Regions from separate parts of the Sparus aurata genome. Here region 1 is linked to region 2. A link is a contact called in public Hi-C data. All regions are on one chromosome and are shown on one strand. The core of a region is the stretch at or near the end of the contact, and the rest is flanking DNA. Distances in the headings are between cores, read along the strand shown.

What was found. A called contact is a pair of places that touch in the nucleus more often than the background predicts.
Region 1: a Hi-C map of skeletal muscle shows a contact between it and region 2, with 2.9 times the contacts expected there. The contact joins the promoter of dap1b here to the promoter of LOC115587797 in region 2. A contact is called at or near these places in 2 of 2 Hi-C or Micro-C datasets (skeletal muscle and an unstated tissue).

Annotation. Positions count from the first base shown.
Region 1 is chr9:20,472,555-20,477,511 of fSpaAur1.1, reverse strand. dap1b (death associated protein 1b) reads left to right here and starts at 3,102. Exons shown (of 4, transcript XM_030429449.1): 1 at 3,102-3,295. The coding sequence starts at 3,226.
Region 2 is chr9:20,329,070-20,334,051 of fSpaAur1.1, reverse strand. LOC115587797 reads left to right here and starts at 3,362. Exons shown (of 2, transcript XR_003985177.1): 1 at 3,362-4,982. It overlaps LOC115587798 (WD repeat, SAM and U-box domain-containing protein 1), which reads right to left. Exons shown (of 12, transcript XM_030427795.1): 11 at 2,123-2,257; 12 at 1,528-2,017. The coding sequence ends at 1,866.

The DNA of each region.
Region 1 (4,957 bases), core at 1,853-4,352, 140 kb before region 2:
TAAAGTAAGTAAAAGTGGTGCTTTTAAAACTCTGCTTGAATTTAAGAAGTGCCAACAAAATAAAAGCAGCAAAACAATTTCATACTGTTTTACTTTGTTTATACGTGGCGGACCCTGCCACCTTTATAACTTCAAACAGGGTTCTGGGGACCTTATTTTCCTCTGAGAACAGCTTGTTTATTCAGTTGTGGAAAAAATGATCTCTGAGTTTGTTTGAACTTCCGTTCCTAAACTACATAGTGCCCCTTTAATAAACGAAACCTATATTCAAATGTTGTTTTCTTCTGGTTCCTCTTTCTCCACCAGACCGTCTCATAGCATCTTATTGCTGTTGTGCATGTGAGCTTTTCAAAGTAAGAGAAAAAAAAAACAATCCTCGATTAGATTATTTTAAATTGATCAATAAAACACACATACGTCTGCTTCATTAACCTGGAGCGTGTGATTGATATGACACACACCATTTCAGTTTAATTTCATTAGTGGGGGATCAAAAGCGGTGAAACCACTGAGAAAAGGGCGTGTCCAATGGCTGCGGACTTCCTGTTGCCGTCCGTGATGTCGCCTCCTCGCTTTGAGTATAAAAACAACAAAGTGGGCGTCGAGAGAAAGAGAGAGAAGAGACTTTGGTGCTTTCTTTTTTTGTCTGTTATCATCTGCGGAAAAACTTTTCAAAAGAAATGGTGCAGCAGCTGTCCAAGTCCGGCCCGAAGGAGAGTCCTCTGCTGAAGGCTGGACACCCTCCTGGCTGGCCTTTCAGAAGTGACATTTCTCACTATCCAAATGGCCCTTTAAGAGAGTTAGATGATTGACTTTCAAGGTCCTGAAAGGTTTGAGCATTTTTATAATGTGCAACAAGTTAAAACTTATTTTGGGGGACTTCAGGATCAGTTTTGTTGCATGGCCCTTGCCTGTTTCCATGGCAGACATTTTGACTTGTCAAAGCAGGAAAAGCACAGGTGTGACCAAGTACATCAATAACGACGGCTCCACTTCAATAAGTGTCCCAGTAAGCCCTGTCAGTGAGTGAGCGTGCACGACAGCAGAGCACTAGAACCGGTTCACCTAAATGGAACGCAGCCATCATTCATGTTATAAATTCTACCTGTGATTTTTTTTCCTGCTGTTGCCAGTCAAAATGTCTGCTGTGAAAAGGTCTATCATGACTTTCATTGTTCTTTTAAGTCACTAATGATTTCACAGAAAAGTCCAGCAGAGCTTTGAACAACCCTGAACTGAGCCAGTCTCATCAGTGACACAACTGAAAACACCTGGGAGGGTCTGTGAGGCCTTTTATCTACAACAATGCAACATATTTCTAAAGATGATTACATGCTTTGCATGTAAAATCAACATAGTATCTGTAGCAGTAAATAATCAAGGAAATGTAAGCCCACTCTATTACATTCCACCACCGAAAATGTATGTGTTACCATGTTGACTTTGCACAAGAACATACTGTGCAACCTCACACATGCGCTACTGAGACACAAAACACAAATAATATCCATGAGAGCTGCGACAGAGAATTATCACATCGCAGCACTGAATAAAACAAGAACAGTTACATGTACAGATATGAATCTGTGCTTGGCAGAGCAGCAACAGAGCACTAGAGTCACAAATGATTTGTGTTCCTATTTTCAGTAATGGAATGTAACTAAGCACAAGTATTAAGTTTTGAGGTACTTAAGTATTTCCATTTTCTGCTTTGTTATACTTTCAATCTACAATTTGGAGGAAACTCTTGAACTGTTTACTCCACTACATTGAGTTGAGTTGCTAGTTTTTTTTTTAGATAATTATTATTGTTATTATTATCATTATTATTTATAAAAGAATTCTGATTATCAGAAAATACTTTTACTCAGGTATGACTTTTGCAGCCATTTTTTACAACACTGCTCATCTGTAACTGTAGAAGCAGGTTGTAAACCAGGTGGGACTCTTTGGTATCTACACACAAAGTGACTTACACACACACCCAATGGTGTTTTTATTTGTGCTTGATTGACATCTACTGACTCACCTGTTAGACTTGTTAGCTCGTCACTGAGCACAGTTACGCTTTTAAAGCCTTCCCACAAACACTGATAATGGAGACTTTTTAAGTTTGACCCACAGAGCTTAACATTATTTCGATGATTCTTTCTATATGTATTTTAAAGATTTTTTTCTAAACAAAAATGAAAAGAGAGTAATTATCTACTCACCTTCATGCAAATGAAAAGTCAGGGGAAGTTTTGTTTTCCACTAAACATTTCTGGAGCCTCACAGCAAAACAGCGTTACAGCCTTTCCCTAAACAACTGTAGTAGAGGGGAGTGTGCTTTTAAACAACCAAACAAGCCTGTCCACTTTAATCCAAGTCTCCACATCTTAAATGAAGGAGTACAGCTGTAGGATTTTGATTCAGATATACGTCTCTATGTTAATTTTTATAAGTGAATCCATGACATGAACAAGAGAAATATCCGATTTCAGTGAATCATGTGCAACACGAGGACCACAGAGACTCTGTTTGTGCCCACTGACCTTTAATATCTTATACTTAAAAGTGCACAATGTAGTTTTGGGAAGAAGTTTTCATGACTGAATAAGCAAACCTTAAGGGACAACACAATTTCATACTGTTTTACTTTGTTTATACATGGCGGACCCTGCCACCTTTATAACTTCAAACAGGGTTCTGGGGACCTTATTTTCCTCTGAGAACAGCTTGTTTATTCAGTTGTGGAAAAAAATTATCTCTGAGTTTGTTTGAACTTCCGCTCCTAAACTACATTGTGCCCCTTTAATAAACGAAACTTATATTCAAATGTTGTTTTCTTCTGGTTCCTCTTTCTCCACCAGACCGTCATCTTATTGCTGTTGTGCATGTGAGCTTTTCAAAGTAAGAGAAAAAAAACAAAAACAATCCTCGATGAGATTATTTTAAATTGATCAATAAAACACACAGATACGTCTGCTTCCTTAACCTGGAGCGTGTGATTGATATGACACACACCGTTTCAGTTTCATTACATTAGCGGGGGATCAACAGCGGGGAAACCACTGAGAAAAGGGCGTGTCCAATGGCTGCGGGCTTCCTGTTGCCGCCCATGACGTCACCTCCTCGCTTTGAGTATAAAAACAACAAAGTGGGCGTCGAGAGCAAGAGAGAGAAGAGACTTTGGTGCTTTCTTTTTTTGTCTGTTATAATCTGCGGAAAAACTTTTCAAAAGAAATGGTGCAGCAGCTGTCCAAGTCCGGGCCGAAAGAGAGTCCTCTGCTGAAGGCTGGACACCCTCCGGCAGGTAAAACCCGCTCGCACGCTTCTACTCGCGTCTTTTTTTTTTTTTGTTTCGACTACACGAAGCCAAGCGTTGTTGTTTTCCACAGCTCGACCCAGATACAGCTCCGTGTACACCGACACTCCTCTGCACCTCACGTTGTTTTTTCAAACCCTGTTCTGATGCACACGGTGCTCCACTGTAGCCTTGTCGAGGGAAATACCTAGTTTAGTGGGTTTGTGTGATGGTTGCATCACTGTGAGCGTCTGCAGCCGTGATTTCCTCCCACATGCTTTTGTTTTTTTTTGTTTTTTTGCTTCCCAGCAGGCCCCACTGCTCTAAGTCACACAGTGTTCCCACTGGCTGGATCCTCACTGTAACGCATCCCATACCCTCTCCTCCTTCTGTGTTATTATTGATTCAGAGAAACTCGACTGTCTTTTATTGATTTGAAGAGATCTGCTTCCTTTTTTGCATGTTTACTGAAATGCTTTAGAGGGCAATTTCACCCCAAATTAAATATCCTGTCAGGATCAACTCGGCCTCATTTTGTAGTGCACAAAACATAGTATTGCAACTTCATTATTTTATTTTATTTTATTTATTTTTTTATGTGAAGATTGCACTCTTGCATGCAGGGGAAGCTGCCAAAATATGCTGCCATTTTCATGTTATGACTTTCCAAGTCTTATATATGTGACCCCCGCATCTCGGGCCATGGCTCAAGCATGGACATGATTTCTCCAGAGAGTACATTTTTAAAAAAGCATCTTTTAATAACAGACATTTAAATAAAAAAAAATCACAAAAAAAATGTTATTCAGTTAAAAAAAAAACAAGCAAAAAACAGCATGTAGTTTTGATGTCAAGTATTAATTTACGCTAAAGAAAGTGGAAAAATGACAAAACTCTGAGAGAAAAACAGCTTCACTATAAGCTGAGGCGGTCAGGTGGTTGGGCGTGTGGGTGCATGTTAACTGCTACTGAGAGGGGCGTGCTGTCAGCAGTCAGAGAGCCACAGGCGGTGTAGAGCCCTTTTTAGTTGATCCTTTAAGGAAATATTTGCAGTTATTTATTTACTTTTATATTTATTTATTTTTTGAAGTTATGAACATGCTTTAGGCGGTTGCAGTGATCCAATCTACATTCCACAATTGTTCTCCTTCGAGCTATAAGCGCTGTTGGTTAGTCATGTTAATATCAATCACCCCTGGGCCCTGTACGCCGCCATTGCAGGGCAGGGTTGCAAAACTGAGCTCGCATCCTAAATATTGATTTTTCCCAAATTCCTACATTCTTGAACATGACAAAGACATGTGCTTACCCTTTTCATGTTAATAATTTGTAGAAGCCTGAAGTGGGGGTCACAAAAAAACAGAAAAAAGGTTGTTGTTTTTTGTTGTTGTTGTGCTACAGAGATGTTCTCTTACAGCTGTGATCCCGATGTGACCCCTCAGATTTCCCTCTGACTCCCACAGGTTGGAAACTATTTAAAAATGTAGGCCACTCGCTTCACTCGGACTCAACTAGATTTCTGGGGGGAGGGTTGATGCAGATATTGGGAAGTAAAAAAAAAAATAAAAATCATCATGTACATTTTCCCTCAAATGTGGCCATCAAACACTCTTGATGAAGATATTTCACTTTAACTATAAAGAATTATGAATCATCCTATGCTTCTTTTTT
Region 2 (4,982 bases), core at 2,113-4,612:
AATTTTAAACACCCCATGACTGTCAGCTACCAACAAATGGACACAGGTGAAAACATAACCATAACCGTTTGCTGCCAGCCGTAGGTCTGCTACGACCAGTAGCAAGCGGTTGCTAACGTTAGCAAACATCAGTTCTACAATATAATTCTGTGTAACTGAGTCAACTTGTTAAAAGGGATAGTTCGGGTTTTTTGAAGTGGGGTCATATAAAGTACATATCTATAGCCGATCTGTTTCCTACCATAATCACCGATCAGCGCAGCCTCAGTTTGGGCTGGAGCGGCTCTCTACTTCTCCAGACACTCATCTTTGTACTGCAGTGAACAGGGTCCAGCGAAAAGGCGAAATTAACCACCTAAAACAAGGCTCACGTAATTTTTTTTTACATCAGGTCAAGTGTACGTTGTATAGGTAAAATTCATACCGCTTTACATCGCCGTCAGACCGCTCTCTTTTGGCACTACATTTTCTCAACTGCAGAACCCCCATATCCCTATGAGCGCTAATGCGGAATGATACGGAGAGTTAAGTTTCGTTTTTAACAAAAAGTAAACCTCGCGCTGTATTCCACCGCTTGCAGATCAGCTGTTGCCCAGTTACGCTAGTGCGTAGGGATACAGAGGATCTGCGGTTGAGAAAATGTAGTGCCAAAAGAAAGCGCTGTCTGACGGTGATGTAAAGCGATGTAAAGGTGAGCCTTGTTTCAGGTGGTTAATTTCGCTTTTTCGCTGGACCCCGTTCACTGCAGTACAAAGCTGAGCGTCTGGGCTGGAGTGGCTCTGTACTTTTCCAAACTGAGGCTGCGCTGATCGGTGATTATGGTAGGGAACAGATCAACTATAAATATGTACTTTATATGACCCCACTTCAAAAAATCCGAACTATCCCTTTAATGATGACTATTCTCTTCTGTCGCTACTGCTGCGCATATTTTAGCATTCTATGATTATTTTAAGGTTTTTATCCCAAATGAACATTGAGATGAACTTAAATTTGTGGCTAGGTTACGATGTGTTTATTTGCAATAAAAGTGATAAAAGCCTCAAAATAACTCTGTCCATAGCTCCTGTGCAAGCAGTGTAAACACCAACACCACCCCGGTATTCCAGATGGCTGCACTGCTAACTCAGCTAACAAGCGAATAGTTACTGCTGTGATGGAACAGAATATAGTCAGCAGCAATTAGCAGTTACTCTGGTGATATGCTGCCCCTTTTTTGGGAGGGCAGAATTAATTCAACAGAATTCAACATTCTTACATATTACACCATTTCATTTGTGAGAGAAATAATGTGTTACCTCCTCTTTAAAAAGTTACATCATCTAACTTTATCCCCATTGTTAAAGAGAGCTTATGTGACTTTTTGCTGAACCACTTTTAGCATTAAAAGATGATCGAGGCTAAAACGTAGGCTAACAGTAGCACACACACTACAGTTATGACTCAGTAAGATAACCACGTAATGTGCAGCAATATCTATTTTTGCGCTTGCCATCATCAGCTACTCAAGAGTATTGAACAATGGTGCATTTTGTTGCTTAAGAACTGAACTTTTTATTTGTGGTTAGGAAGAAAAATGACATTGTGTTGCTTTCAGAGAGATTCTCTTCAAATACATAGTTGTACATCTGACAACTGGCTTGCATGCAGGTATTTTGCCACACATCCGTTAGCTTATCTGCGACCTCATGATCATTCTTCTGATCATTCTGACTCATCCTCTGAGCAGAACTCTATTAATCATAATTACTTCTTTTCGATTGATGATAATAAGAGCACTTGTTATCTGATGAGCTGGTTCCTGTTTAATGATGAAGTACCTGTTAATCTGGATTCTGGCAAGCAATCTAAAAACGAGCTGCCGTCTACTGGCTCGACTTCCACCGCTCGATCGCCGACTTCAGAGATCTGTTGGGCGTGAGCAGCGTGGTCTGGAGGGGCAGGTTCGTCATGGGGCTGGTTTTGTTCTTGCCCCTAATCCAGCTCTCGATCGAGTCTCGCTCGTAGGAATACCCATCTGTGGAGCAGACATGACATTTAATACGAGATGATGATGTCTCAGTGTTGGAGGAACAGAGCTGTACAGAATGAAGTGAGCGCTTTTCAGCATCTTTCGTCTAACCTGCGGCGATGACTGGATCCCTCATCAGCTCTCTGGTGATTGGACACAGGAACTCATCCGGGGCCTCTGAACCGCTCTGCTCTGCCTTCAGGGACTCAACTTTCCTTGTGAGACGACCGCGGAGCCCGACAGACTCTGAGAAACAAACACACTGCTCGGCATTCTGTTCAGTACAACGGCCAAATCGCATCACACACAGTGTGATGTCTTTTGAGTTAAGAAGCAGTGAGGCAGAGATTGTTTGTATCCAACATTAAACCATTCATTTATCATCAAAGACTTCACAGAAACCAACTTATTCCACTAATGTACTTGTGTGAAGATCAATCAGCAAGACGACAGACTGGCTCTGTCCCTCTCGGGGGGTCTCTCAGATTAAACAAACACAGCAGTAAATCTGGACCTCGGCTCGATCAATCTGTGCCAACACACAAAAGAACCAGACGCGCCCGACTGTGTCACGGTGGCTTCACAACTCGGGCAAGGTGTCTTTGTGTGGGCTGTAGCTCAGAGTCGCTCATTCTAACACTCGAAAGAGAAGAAAAAAACCTTTGACTTGGAACTTTTCGCCACCAGCGACAGTAGAGGGAGGACCTTTACTGCCACACATGATCAGGGAGGTGTCGGTGCTGCGGAGGTGCAGGTCAGATGAAGATACAGTGAGCGAGAGCCGCTGCAGTGACGTTCTGTGGTCTGGATTCTCCACTCGAAGTGGCAAATGTATTGTTAAAGACGCGCTGAGGTAATCCCTCCCTGTCACACTATTCCTAGCCAGGTATAAATTGTCTACTGGTTTCAACCTGAAGACAGACAGGTAGAAGTGTGTTTTTTCCAACATGTATCTATTTTATTTGTTACTTCCGCCAAGAATGTCTTGTTTTCACCCGTATCCGTTTGGTTGTTGGTAGGTTTGTCAGCGAGATTACATGAAAATCTAGTCAACGGACTTCTACTTAATGTGGATTAAAACGTTGTGATACAGGGCTGGGGACTATAGGGCCTAGGTAATTATGTATTTATTTAGCTGCTGTGATGTTGGTCAGACTGACAACAGCAGTCATGACTTCTCATTGCCCAGAAACCCCAGAAACATTTTACCTGACACTGAAAATAAAGTTAATATATGGATTTTTAAACAAAACAAAACATTTTATTAACTCAATTAACTGTTCATACTGTATATTCAGTTATGTGGTCGCTGTGGATGTCCAAAATATATAAACTTTCAACTCTGTGACGACCCTCCCTGCTCTCTCTCTCCCTCTGACATCAGCAGGGTCGTCAGCAGCATTGGCACCACCTGGGCTGTGAGAGTCTGGGTGCCTTTATCTCTCTCCTGGAGCTCAGTCCTTTTTTGCTCTCCTCCCAGAGACACCTTGTTCAGCTTTTGTTTGGCATTTTGGTTTCTGTACATCCTTCTTACAGCATTACACATACACACACACTTCTCCACTCATGCATTCACCTACACCACTGATTCCACTGACTACACATGCCATGATTAGTTTAGGTTACTTTTTAAGTTACTTTGTCTTCAATAAATAATTAGTTAATTGTTTCACGTGTGCATCTCCTTGCTTTGTCATGGCCGTGCGGCCCGGTTTGTGACAAGTGGGGGCTCGTCCTGTTTTACTTTGCTTTGTTGGAGGCCGGTGATTGGTGGCCCTTTTGAGGTAGGGTTTTGTTTGTTTTTTTGTTTTTGCGTTTGGGAGATGCATTTTTGATTTGGTTGTTTGGTTTGGTTTGATTGTTGTTTCAGTTTGGGGAGTCTTTTTGTCCTGCAGCCTCAGGTGTTGGCCTGAGTGGGCAGGTGTGGACTGTCAGCTGTGATTGCATGGTCTTCTAGTGTAATAGATCTTGGCTTTTGTGGAGTTTCCCTGGTTAGGTTGAGCAATGTGGTCCATTTTGGCTCATTGGTTTTTTTTGTTTTAGTTTGTTATTTTTGTGTGGTGTGCGGTTGGAGCAGTGGTCTCGGGGACACATCCACAACCAGTAGGTGAGTAACCAGCGTGCTGGGGACTTAACTCGGTTGTTGGTTTGAGTGTTTAAATAACCCACCGCTAATCTGCATGAAGACTAGGCATAGTGAGTTAGATTAGTTTTGGATAGGCAGTTTAGTTAGAGGGGGACTTCACATTAGTCTCAGGGACATTTGTAATGTCTTTTTGTTACATTGGATGACCTTTGAATCACTGTTTGGTTGTTTTCTTCTGCCAGTTGCATTGTTTTGTCTTTTGGGCCTGGTGTATTTGTAGCTCACTATGGCAGGTATAGAGGATTTTGTTGCTTCGCCGTGTGAGGAGTTTTTGGATGGTTGTACTAAAGATCAGCTGTTGAAAGTTGCTGAGAGTTATGACATTGTTTTGAGTGGCCTAAGTGATAAACGTAAAGGTAATGTTAAGTCTCTGGTGAAGATGCAGTTGATTGGTAAAGGGGTGCTGGTGGTTAAACGGGGAGAGTCTGGTGAGCCACAGGCAGTACAGTCCTTTAAGGTTCCATCAGGTAATTTAACATTTGAGCAGCAAAAAGAATTGCTGTTGTTACAGCTAGCTCATGAGAAGGACAAACAAAAGATGGAGATGGAAAGGCAAAGGTTGGAGTTTGAGAAGCAAGTTGCAATTGAACGCTTGCGGCGTGAGACAGAGCAGGCGAAGATAGACTTGCAGGCTACTAGGCTGGGGTTAGTCAAAGAGGGTAAACTGTCTGGAGAGGTTTTGCAAGGGGGGGATGGTTCATCTTCACCATCAAAGTCCCCTGACATGGTGAGTAGTCTGCGTCTCCTGCCTAAATTCAACGAAAAAGATCCGGATGTGTTTTTTTCTTTGTTTGAGCGGCTGGCAGAGGCAAGAGGCTGGTCAGA